Regions from separate parts of the Pan troglodytes genome. Here region 2 is linked to region 1. Evidence: chromatin contacts called from public Hi-C data. All regions are on one chromosome and are shown on one strand. The core of a region is the stretch at or near the end of the contact, and the rest is flanking DNA. Distances in the headings are between cores, read along the strand shown. Region 1 has its middle 80 kb from the start of GFPT1. Region 2 holds the start of FBXO48 (F-box protein 48).

Region 1 (6,121 bases), core at 980-3,479:
TAAAAATTTCAGCCTGATCTCAGCTGCGTTACAGGGCCTTGGAGAAAAGCCTCCTCATCCCCTTGCCCAGAATACCAGAAGGGACAGCAGCGTCCCTCTTCCAGCCCAGGGCAGCCACGTGCTGACACGATGCAGAGGCCAGAGCCCAGAGCCCTGGACCACACACGACCAGTTCTTCTAAGACAGCAGGCTGAGCGAGGCCTGGGGAGTTGAGGCATGCTGCAGCGGGGGCGGGGGGAGGGGGGCGTTGGAGGTGAGGGTCCTGCATGGGCAGGTGGCATGTGAAGTGGATTGAAATGGGAGCTTATATTAGCAGGTGGCTGCTGAGGGTCACACGTACTGGTCAAGTAATTGCAAGCTGGTCAGGCACTGGGGTGGGCGATGGGTGGGGCAGTCAAGACTGAGGCATGGTCAACCCATTTCTGCCTGCAGTTTTGTGTGGCTGGGACACCCCACTGGCATCTCCTAGCCCAGCTCCTTTCGGACAGCTCTGCAGTCAGACCTCAGACAAGCTGCCAGTGGGGGTTAGCGGGAGACCTGGCCACCTGAGAGGCTGCGCGACTTCCCTTTCTCTACCAGGGCCGTCGCTCCTGGAGCAAGAAGCCGGCATAAGTGGGACCTCGAGGTCCAAAGCGACCTCAACATCAAAGAATTCAGCACTGTTTTGAATAGCCTGAACCAGCTTCCAAATCAATGCAAAATCCACTCACCTAGGGGCCTCGTCTTAGCTTAGCCCTTGTCACCCCCAGCCCGGGACCCTGAGGCGACAGCAGCTCACCTTAGAGACACCAACATTCTTTTCTGGTCCCTAATGCGCTGTGGACAGGGAAACAACCCTGCCTCGCTGACCTCGGCCATCTTCCTGTGCCAAAAAAGGGAAAGGAGCCAAAAGGAAGAGAGGCGGGAGAGACCACATTTTAAGGAGAAAGATATTTACAGATAGGCTCCCTCTCCTGCCTTCAACCCCTGAGCTATAATGCCTTGAAACGTTGCAATTTGCAATCAAATGTCAGACACAAAACCTTCTGGCTGGAGATGCAGCCGTGCCAGCTTCCTGAATTCTCTCCTCAAAGTCGGCTGCGTGGGGATTTAAACTCATTTAAACTGGTGGGCCTGGGACCGGCTGTATCCACCAAAAACCAGGAAGGGGAGCCGGCGCGGGGCGTGCACAGCTGTAGGAGGGCTCTCTGTGTGCGAATCCAGGCCCTGAGTTCGCACGCCCACCTGGGGCGGTGGTCCAGCCGCCAGGAACCCGCTTCCCAGCCGCTCCCCCTCACGCAGGAAGCCGGGACTCTGGGCCCAGCTCTCCCGGACCACGGCCACGTCCTGGCTCCAGCTACGGAGGCAGAAAGAAGCCACAGAAACCTAAAGGACAGGAGGGGAAACTGAGCTTTCCACGTGGGTGCGGCTGCCCTTGACACCCGCTTGGGGGCTCCGGAGGGGGAGGCAGGGCGGCCCCGCGCTGAGGGTGGAAGCGTGAACATCCGAGCAGAGAGAGCGGGGAGGGGCCGTCCGGAGAGATGCCCCGCTGGCCCGACTGTGGCCCCCGGGAAAGACGCCGGTCCCGTGAGCACCGCCCCTTCTGTTGTCTCCAGACGCCCCGCTGGGATCACTGCGCGCCGCCGCAGCTTCCCCACTACCCGTTCCAGAGCCACACCCTGGGGTGCGGCCGACACAAGATACCGCAAGGCCGGAGCCCCTCTGCGACCCCTACTTCCGAAGGCCGGGTCCCGGGCGCCTGCAGCCTCTTCCGCACCCGGCTCGGCCGGCGGGTCTGGGGCTCCCGGCACAGGTGGAGGTGGTGGCAGGTAGGAGGCGCTGCGGGGACACTACTGTCCCTGCCCTCCAGACGGCGCCCCGGGACGGCTGTGCCCCCAGGGCCTAGAAAAGTGCCTGAAGCTCAAGGGCCGCTCTCTGAGGGAGAGGGGACCGATCTGAGTGAGATCAGGGAGCGGGCAGAGGGGCTTGGAGGGGACCAGCCCAGAGCACCCCCACAGGGTGTCCCTTGGGTCCTGCCCTAGACTGCGCTGGATGGATTCTGCACACCCCACATTCCAGCCTCCCAAGACCATTGACGCCCTGTGTCTGCAGGCATGGCGCGCCCCGCAGAGCGAGAAATGTAAGGAAGGGCACAGGGCCGAGACGCGTGGCCGCCCCTTACTGCGCTTCCTCTCGACTCTCGGGGGCTTCGCCGCGTCTGTGCTCATTCAGGCTGGGAAGGCGCTGCCCCCGTGTGGCCGCTGCCCGTCTCCGCAAGGCTGTCGTGTGGGGCGCTCCTCTGCTGTGACCAGCGCGGTTTGTGTGATTCCGCTCCCCCGCTCACACCCACCTGTTTCAGCACTGTTTTGAATAGCCAGAACCAACTTCCTAATCAATGCACCTGGGGTGGATACGGCGCGGGGGTGGGGGTCACAATAACACCACAAAGTAGCATTTTTCTGGTTCGGCTCCACCTGGAGAACTGTGGGTTCTGCGGACCCCCGAAAATTCCAACCAATTACCAAGTAGTTCAGAAGTTCCAGGAGTCTGGGCCACTGTGGCGGTCGCCATCTTCTCCTGCTGAGGGGCTGAGGTGCCCATTGCTGTCCCTCTCTTCCTGGTGCTCTCAGTGCTGAGCTCCAGCATGCCCCTGTGGAAGGCCCTGCCACAAAGCCTGGCTGCTCCACGCTCCCTGACTCGGCTGTCCTCAAATCCCCCTTCCCCTCTGACAGCCAGTGGTTTATTTACATCAACTGGGTGCCCCCAAGGTTAGACTTTCCAATGAAGACCCCGCTCCATTTACACGGTGGTTTTGTTTTACATTTTTAAGCAACAGTTCTCTCAGATATTATTAACAGAGAAAGCATCGTTTGGGTATAAAAGAAGAAGGCCGAGAATGAGGACATCTAGACCCCAGCTGAGGTGTTCTCCAACCAGCGCTGTGCTCCTGGGGGTCTCTCCGGTGGCTCTGTTTAACAGGGGGTCACCTGCTGAAATAGATGCCTGTGGTGTTCATGGCAGGGGATATGAGGATCTTTTAGTGCAGAAGAAAGTTTAGTGGAAAGGAGATGGTGGAGCAGTGAATGAGAGAGTGACCCTGTGGTATGTGGTCCCAGCCCCACTCAGCGCAAGAACTGAGCCTGGTAATACCTCAGGAGCAGCCTCTGTGGGGTGACCAGCTTGCGGGGCAAGGCATGGGCCCTGAGGAGAGGGCACAACAGGTGCAGACGATTGCTAACCCAGACCCACAGAAGATGTAATGGGCTTCTTCCTAAACACACACGCAAACTCCTGGGGACTTTGAGAAATGCCTGTGGCATTTGGAGTGGTGGAGGAGGACACCAATGTCCTGTCGTTATGAAGGACCCCAAAGCTGGGGGAATTAAGCCAAAATATGGACCCACAGATTGGCTGCTGCTGGCGATATTCACAGGAGGTCATGCAGATTCTGTCTGGGATCATTGGAGTCCCGATGCCATGTCTACCTACATCATGCACGTGTGACACCCTTGGAGTAGAACCAGTTTATTCACAGGGTAACCCTGGCAGTGGCATCTGTAGAGAATTCTGGAGCTTGCAGCTGGGAGGGACCCTCAGTACTCCCTGCTGGCTCTGAAGACCCCAGAGGGCAGTGAGGGGGCAACAACTGAGAGGACCTCCTAGGCTGCTCTGAGCTCCTGGGCAGGTCTAAAGAGGTGGCTGGATGTTCCAGAGGGAGGAAAAGGCAAGTGGCTTTGCCCAAGCTGGCTGGCATTTCTGGTCACTCTGTGTCCCTAGAGAAATGCCTGAGAACACTCAAAGTCCTTAGGTCAGACCCAACATGTCTAAAAAGACGGAGTCTTCCTAGAGACTATGGGGAAACTATGGAGAGGAGGGTCACAGGGATTATGTCAGATGTGCCAGAATTTGGGATACAGGCACACAAGCTGGGTCGGTGATTCCTGAAGCCAGGTTACCCCGGCATTTCCAGTGACACGATCCAGTCGTAAGTCCCCTTTTGTGCTTCAGTTCCATAGAGTAGGGTTTCTGTTACCCATAACCAGAGGAGTCCTCTCACAATACAGGATTTGTTAAGTCTCCACACATAATTAGATATGGGCTAACAGGAAGTGGACATCTCAGGCAGTGGTAATCTGAAGGCTGCGGTGCCACTCAGAGAGGTGTGGTAGGTGCTGTGCAGGTTGTATTGGGAGTGTGAACTGAATTACTGTGGCAGTGTCTACTTCTGAATGCTGGGTGTGGCTGGCCCAGGAGACTCTGGACCCAGGAAAAGCCTGTTTTGCATTTTCTCATGCAGGTTCATCTCTCTTACAATCACGGACTACCTCTCACCCTGCACCTCAAGATACACTTAACACTTAATTCTGAAGTGTATTGGGTGCCTGAAAACAACCACATGCAATAATAAAACTCTCCCCAGTTCCAAATGGCTTGAACTAGCGACACACAAAGAGAGGGTAGAGGCCCCTGTGGATTGAAGATTATTAAATATGAAGTATGTTTGTCAGGAAAAAAACCTTTGTTTATATAAACAGTAGAAGCGCCGCCATGGTAACCCTGCTGGGTTTGCTCTGCAGCCCGTAAAGGCCTCAGAGCCAAATTACCACCTCCTTTTTCATTGCTAGCCTACATTTTTAAAAAAACATCTCCAGCCAAAATTCCATGATCTGCCTGCTTGGTTTCCAGGCTCAGAAAATATCATTTTAAAAGGACTTGGGAACCAGTTAGAACCGCTGCCAATGCTTCTAAATGAAAGCTCATTTCTCTCACACACACTCTCACACACAAAGACGCATTTTGTTTGCCAAACTACAGTATGCTTTTCCTTTTTTATGTAACCCAAGTTTCCTTGGGCCTCCCAAGCCTGCAGGGCCGATGAAATGACACTAACATGTGACCCACAGGAACCCAGATCCCATTGGCTCCAGGTGTTTCTCCCACTTGCTTGCAAGGGCCTTGCCTCCTAGGAGGTCTCTGAGTCCTCTGGGTCGTGTGCCTGGATGTGGCCCTGAACAAATCCACTGCCAGACGTAGGGCGGCTTGTCTCCGCAACAGGGCCCGATAGGACCTGCATCACCTCTGTGCTGTCCCTGGAAGTCAAAGCACTTGGTGGTGGGTGAGGAGGCTGCTCCGAGGAGAGCCCCTCGCCTCCCTTTGTGCTACACTCAAGAAACACGCCCCAAACCAGGCCGCTGTGCCCACTGCCTCACAGGCATTGTCAGCAGATGACCTTAGAGTTTACTCACATGCCCCTGCCAGCCAAAGATCCCGGCCACAGATCCCAGGGCCGGTCCAAGTGGTGGCAGGTGGCCCTTCTCCGCATTAAGCTTCCTCCTGTGGCTGAGGGCAAACTCATCATTTCTGCCCTGCAGGAAGCTCCTCAGGCCCTCCCTCCAAAGAAGTCTTTTGGGTGGCCAGGCCGCCCCATTCCGACATGTCCAAGCACATCTGTATCCACTTAGCCCCAAGTGGGGTCCCTTCTCCAACCTCTCCATCCGAGAGAGCCCATTTGAGAAGGCAGGCAGGAGAGCCACCCTCTCCGTGTGGCCGCCTGAGGCTGCCGAGAAGCCAAGCTGGGCCCGAGCTCTGGGGGAAAGGATTGCTCCACTCCAAGGGAAAAGTAAATTGACATCAGATTATTTTCCTACATCTTTTCCCACTTTTTAATATTTGCCACATTGCATTCCACATTCCAATCTCCAAAAGGATGGGAGCATTAATAATATAAAAGAAAGAAGTGAAATTAACTCGACTCTAGAACTTTTATTATTTTCAAGCATATAAAGCATGAGATTTATGGCTGAGCATAAAGCACGTCTTTGACTTGAAATGTTCTCCTAGAGATACATTAGGGAAACAGCCTGATATGGAACCAGACCTGCAGAGATACTGTGATGTTGCAATAAGCCAAGTTAAAGTTATTTATTGAGTTTGGTCAGTTTTGGTATTTCTCTGCTTCTCTTACTTGGCTGGCCATAGTTTTGCTTACTTTTCAACGTTTTTAAAGTTCTTCATTTAATAGAGAATAAATAATGCTGTCTCTGTCTCTTGATTTTCTGCTTCCCATTCACATTTCTGATGAGTTTTACCTTCCACATGTTACAGGTATTACACGTTACCTATATTGCAGCATTAAAAGCCC
Region 2 (6,121 bases), core at 1,660-4,159, 840 kb before region 1:
TAGTGAATGTGTTTAAAGCAAGAGAAGCAGATTGACAGGGCTGAAAAAAAGAGTAAGTATTTACATTTATATATACGTACATTAATAAATGTATGTGTCTGTGTACGTGTGTGTATGTATATGTGTATTTATACGGAGTGGCATAAGGTGAAGTGAAAAGAAAGAGCTAATTCCCTTCTGGTTAACGCAGGAAAATTCCCGAATTTAGAATTTAAAAAATGCAAAAGGATAAATGAAAGATAGTGTGGAAACAGTGTGGTTAGCAGGAAAAGACTAATAACTTTAACTCATTTCCAAGAGTCAACACACTGTCTGTGTTATTCTGCATATGTAATTCTGTCTCCTCCAAGCAGAAGTTAGAATTGGTGCAAACCTGCTATCATAACGCTGTCAACAACACTGCAGATCGCAAAGATTAAACTCACCCTCCAGGAATAACCACTTTCTAGATCATCATCTATTTCTCTTCGGCACACAGCTCTTACAGTCATGCAGTGAGGTTTCCATAAAGAGTCACTGTTTCTTATTGTGTCATTCCAGCTCCTGCATGTCAATGAAGCCCTGCACAGACTCCGAATGTCCAGTTGACTGAAAATTTTAAAAGTGATTTCTGCAGGCAGCAGTTCAAAAAAGTTGTTTTGACTCTCATTTTTTTCCTTCTCAGCATCCACAGAGTTCGCTTCTGTGTGAGAAACTCCTGAATTATTGTTTCTCTTGGAGTTTTTATGCATAGCTTAATGTTTTAAGTTATCCTCATATGTAACCTAAAAGGCAAAATTTAAACATGCTCAGTCTCCAAATAGGAGTATAAATCCTACTTTAAGTCAGATGCTTTTTGGGTATAATTTAAGAACTCTTTCTTGACTTTAGCTTCTCAATCTGTAAAATGGGCCAATGCTGCCGCTCTCCTGAAAGTTCTTGCAAGGATTAACAGTGATAGTGGGTAAAATATCTAGTCTTGCTACATCTGAATTGCACATGGGAGGCACCCAACATGTTAGTTTCACTCTCACCCAGGCTGGAGTGCAGCTGTGTCATAATAGCTCACTGCAGCCTCAAACTCCAGCCTCAAGCGATTCTCTTGACTCAGTGTACCCCGCCCCTCTTTAAAAAAAAAAAAGAAAAAAAAAAAACAGAAAACCAAAAACTGTTTTACGGAGAAATGGTTCTTGCTATGTTGTCCAGGCTGGTCTTGAACTCTTGTCCTCAAGCAATCCTTCTGCCTCAGCCTCCCAGAGTGCTGGGATGACAGGTATGAGCCACCATACCCGGTACTTTTGTACCTTTGAAAATGTGTATGAGTCAATCCTATTAAACTCCTGAATACTTGTTGTACATGGGAACTGATGCCTCATCATTAATTTGCAATTTGTGACTTAATCATAAACTTGCTGGACTTCTAGTTGTTTATATAAGAATTTTATCTACTTGTATCTAATAGGTAGGTAGGTGCTTACATTTGACACAACTACTATCTGAAATGGACAAGAAGATGAGATCTGGATTATGAAACAAAGTCTCAAATATTCAACTCAGTCATAAGAGTAGTGTTTTAGAAATGGCCCCTTGAAGTTATCCTACATGCGTAATTACAAGCTAAGGATTATAGTCACTGAAGACATCAAGCAACAGTGAGTGACAACTGTAAACAATGTTTAGAACTCAGCTAGGTACAGTATGTGACTATTTGAAGCCCAGATTTAAAACTCAGTTTCAGCTAATTTACCTAAGGTGAATGGTGCAGGCTTCCCAAATCAGTTGAAAGCATGACTGGGTACATCACCATCCTTGAGTTACTTTTGTATATAAAGACAGCTTGTATTCACTTAAAATCAGTTTATTCCATTTTGCACTTCCTTTTATAATGGGGGTTGGTTGTGCAAGAGGAGAGGTTTGAGGTACAGCTAAATACTTCTTTTAACTCAGCTGAACACAAATCTCTTTTCTAGATGAGCTACTCAGCTATGTTTCCGGACTTGCCAAGACCACGGTGGCTCCCATTCATGATCCAGATTAGCTGTGGTGGCTGGAACTGCAGTCTGTGTTCAACAGAAGTCTTCTTCTTGAGGGTTTGGGGAAGTAAGAAAGCAAACGTAAAAACGGGTGAGTCAAGAGCAAGTTTTTGCCATGCACCTTGGCCCCTCCCACCACTAATACAAACCAAAGCCAAACCACAACGTTCTTGAAAAGAATCTCACATTAGGAAAACGTTACAATGCATTTAAACGTTACAGTGTGTTTATCCACTTCTCCCAGGATCTTACTGGGAGAATAAAATGCCTCCCCTTGTGGAATTCCTGTAACGGGAATGAAGGCTTTTGAATTTCACAGCAGGGGATGCCTTTGCGAGTTTCTAAAATCCCACTAGGAATCTTTCTTCTACGTCCAGGTTCGCCTGGATGCCTGGAAACGACCCCTCTTCTGCCCTTTCTCCTTTATGAACTGAGCTTTCCTGAATTCTCTCTCAAGTGAAGTAAAAGCTCGTCCCCCTTTCAACTATCACTCGGAGGGATAGATCGGCGGCAGCGCAGTCGGAGGGGCGGGGAGCCCCACTCCGTCCAAATCCCGCGGGTCAGGGCTAATCACCCCACGTCCCGTCTGAGCCACCCTCCTTGTGTCCCGCGCGGGTGGCAGCTGCTGGAACCCAAGAACACAGGGCACTGACAAGTGACAAAAAACCGTCAGCGTTGACTGTCACTGCGGCTCCAGGCCGCGGAGGGAAGGCTGAGCTTGCGTCCGGGCCGCGTCCCCGGGAGCGCAGACACCTAAGCCAACGGGAACGGAAGACCCTTCTACCTACTAGGCCGCGGTGGCTTCTCCTCCCGCGATTTAAATCCTCCGGAATTCGAATCCTTCCCCATAGCTCTTCGCATCCCGCCCACCTGAGTCCCGCCCTGCTCAGAACTCGCGCAGGCGCCGAGAGGGGCGCGCAGTGCCTTTGGGGATTGGTAGTTTTTTCCAGGGCATCTCCGCTCGGGAAAGGAAGTGAAGAAAGGCACCAGGACTACAAGGCCCGGCGTCCTCCAAGATGGGAGGGAGGTGAAAAGGGTGTTGGGGAATAAGCCGGGGTTTTTAAACAGTAGTTTTGAGGCGGCGTGACTGGGGAATCCCCGGTTGCGTCATTAGTAGGCGTGGAGGGGCGGGACTCGTGAAGCTGCGCTGGGGCCGGGCTCTGAGAGGACCGGCGCAGCCGCGGGGAGCCTTTGAGGCCCTCCCTCGGTGTTTTTTCCCAGGGCGTGGGCTTGCCCCGCGCGTGTCTGTGGAGGGCGGAAACAGCGGCGGGGCCAGTCTCCTGGCGAAGGGGCCTAATCCTTGCCCGCCATGTCCGGGGGCTTCGAGCTGCAGCCGCGGGACGGCGGTCCCCGGGTGGCCCTGGCGCCCGGGGAGACGGTGATCGGCCGCGGGCCGCTGCTGGGAGTAAGTGTGGGCGGGGGCTTAGCGGACCCCGAGAGCCGTGGAGTTCCGCGCCGGCTCCTGAAGACCGGCCCTAGTCCTGGCCGGTTTCCCCACCGCGCTGGTCCGCCAGTCCGGATTTTAGAAGTTTGGGGCCGCACGTTTTTCAGTTACCTTTAAGCCAATTCACAAACATTTCTTTATGTTGCTTTTAAAACACTGACTGTATTACCATTATTATCTTATCCAGGGATTGGCAAACTAGTGCCTGGGGGCCAAATCCAGCCTATGTTTGTATGGCCCCATGAACTAAGAATGATTCTTAAATTCTAAAATGTAAAATGTAAACAAAAAACCTACTAATTTTTCAGGGGGAATAGTTGCTCCAAGGGTTGAGGGTATTGCGGCTTGTCTTGTAAAGCCTAAAATATTTACAGTAGTGTCTGGTCCTTTACAGAAAAGTTTGCCAAACTGTGATATTACGTCTTCTAGGCTAATTTCTTTTAAGCTTTGGTCTCCTTTGCAGAGCTGTGTGGACCTTATTTATTTATATTATTTATTATTTCCAGTAAAATGAGTAGCTAACCCTTCATAAGTAATGTGTATAGCGTTCGTGTCATTGGTCTAAGGAGACATTACCTATACCAACATCTTTAACTGTCTCAAGACCGTATCAGTTAGGTATTTTTATTATCCTCATTGTTCAGATGAGAAAATTGAGCCATACATACATTATTTAAAGTCCATACATAAGCTTTTGGACACATAATGCCACAAAGCTAATATTCTCTACCTTCTTTGGGAGAGGTTTAGGAATAAGAACATTTGCATATTGCATTCTGGAATTCTATAGATCTCTTAAGTACATCTAGTCTTCTATTTTGTTCTTTAACATTCAACATTTCTTGTTTGGTGCTTACTGTGTAGAACATTTTGCAGATTCTAGCACTGTGGGGCATACAAAGATGAATGGAACATGGGTCCCTACCCTTTAGGAGTTTTCTCTTGGGACTAGGGAGACACCTGTGTCAGTGAGCTAACACCAAGGAGTAAGGAGTGTGTACTGTTGTCCTGGTTAACTTCCAGAGTCTAAATGGAACCATTGGTACTTGCCTTAGGTCCCTTCTGGGAGCAGGGAAAGGAGTGGTAGTTTCAGATTGTATTATGGAAGCTCGTCCTAAAGGGGTGTGTGTGTGTGTGTTGTGTGTTGTGTACATGCACATGTGCATGTGGTAAGGTTATTGAGGAAGTAGATATTCAATTGCTGTTCATTTTTTTACTGGACAAGTGATTATTTAAATGTTTAATATCATTTCTATTTTTTTCATCGTTTATTGGCCTATACAAACACTGGAAGGAACTGTCTGGAGGCTTTATTTTTCTTTTAAATTCGTAGGTTAGAAACTTAAGAGTATGTGCTTAATCTAGTAATCATATGTCTGGTGACTAACGAGTTTTGACTTGCTTAAGAAATTGTCACCAGTATAGTACTGTGGGTCTGGTTAAAAGGTGGATGAATTTTAGGGCCGTGGTTTAGAAACATGGCAACAGATTGCAGACCCTTTCATTATTTGTAGCTTGTTCTTTGTGTTGTCGACTTGCTAATGTGAGATGAGCCTATTTGGTATCTGTTTTTAAAAATGGTAAGGAGTGAAAGCTGGGCAATTACCTGGTCCAGATTTTGCTTTTCCTTTTGAAATAACATTCAGGCATGAGATTCTCTTGCCAAGGTTGGCGTGTATCGGAAGTGGTTATGAATGACATCCTAAGTGTGTTAAAGGAAAAATTTGGAGAACAAACAAATCGCCTTGTAGTTTTTTCGATTTTGGAGCTGACAGATGCACTCGATTCTTCTCTGCAGTGGTTAAAACACAACATAAGGGCTCCTGTTTCCAACAACAGCAATTCCAGTGAGATTTATTTTTGTATTGTGAGAGAGCGAAGATTGAGTTCTAAGTGGAAAACTCAGTAAGTTCATTGTAAATTGGTATCAGAAACGATTAATATAAATAAGGGTGATTTTGAACTTTCTTAATTGGGCATGTTTTTCTGAGACAAGCTTCACAAACCTTGATGGCCACACAAACATAAAAGTTTATAATCTCACTGTGTAAAATAGTCTTGGTAGTAAAACAGTTTGACAATGAGAATGGTTTTGTATTTTTATGGTGGTAGGAAAACACGACAGAGAAACCTGTCACAGAGAACAAAGGACAATGAAATTTAATCTTTCTTGTTCCCTTTGCTTTCATGTGAGTCATCAGAGAACCCCAGGTCTTTGTTTACTAGATTTTGATTCTGCTCCATGATTGGCATCAGTTAGAAGGTTTTACAGCAGGATTAATCTTCAGAGAACTTGAGTTAAAACAGCCAATCCAAAAGATTACATATTGTGTGATTCCATTTATATAACATCATTGAAATTGCGAAATTGCAAAATTTCGAAAATGGAGAACAGATTAGTGGTTGCCAAAGGTTAAAAAATTAGGCAGCAGGGCAGAAGGGAATGGATATGGCTATAAAATAGCAACATGAGGGATATTTGTGGTGATAGAAATGTGCTTTGTCTGGACTGTGTCAGTATCAATATCTTAGGTTGATATATTGTACTATAGTTTTGTAAGATGTTACCATTGGGGAAAACTGGATAAATGGTACAAGAGATATTTCTGTATTATATCTTTCAACTACATGTGAATCTACCATTATCTTAAGAAATTTAATTTAA

The links. A called contact is a pair of places that touch in the nucleus more often than the background predicts.
Region 2: a contact with region 1 is called in a Hi-C map of stem cell-derived neural progenitor cells, with 4 times the contacts expected there. The contact joins the promoter of FBXO48 here to the enhancer-like site in region 1. A contact is called at or near these places in 1 of 7 Hi-C or Micro-C datasets (stem cell-derived neural progenitor cells) and 1 of 1 datasets of contacts at active chromatin or transcription factors (stem cell-derived excitatory neurons).

The regions. Positions count from the first base shown.
Region 1 is chr12:53,430,794-53,436,914 of NHGRI_mPanTro3-v2.0_pri, reverse strand. No RefSeq gene overlaps it. Among named protein-coding and RNA genes, the nearest start is that of GFPT1, 80 kb to the right of the region's middle. Within about 2 kb of position 2,229, at least 7 of the 24 cell types and tissues checked have an H3K27ac peak or open chromatin away from gene starts, as enhancers often do. A contact at or near this core is called in stem cell-derived neural progenitor cells, where this site is marked.
Region 2 is chr12:54,271,940-54,278,060 of NHGRI_mPanTro3-v2.0_pri, reverse strand. FBXO48 (F-box protein 48) reads right to left here and starts at 2,909. Exons shown (of 4, transcript XM_001167525.7): 1 at 2,801-2,909; 2 at 1,727-2,062; 3 at 426-764. The coding sequence starts at 731. It overlaps APLF (aprataxin and PNKP like factor), which reads left to right and starts at 3,082. Exons shown (of 11, transcript XR_010149109.1): 1 at 3,082-3,417.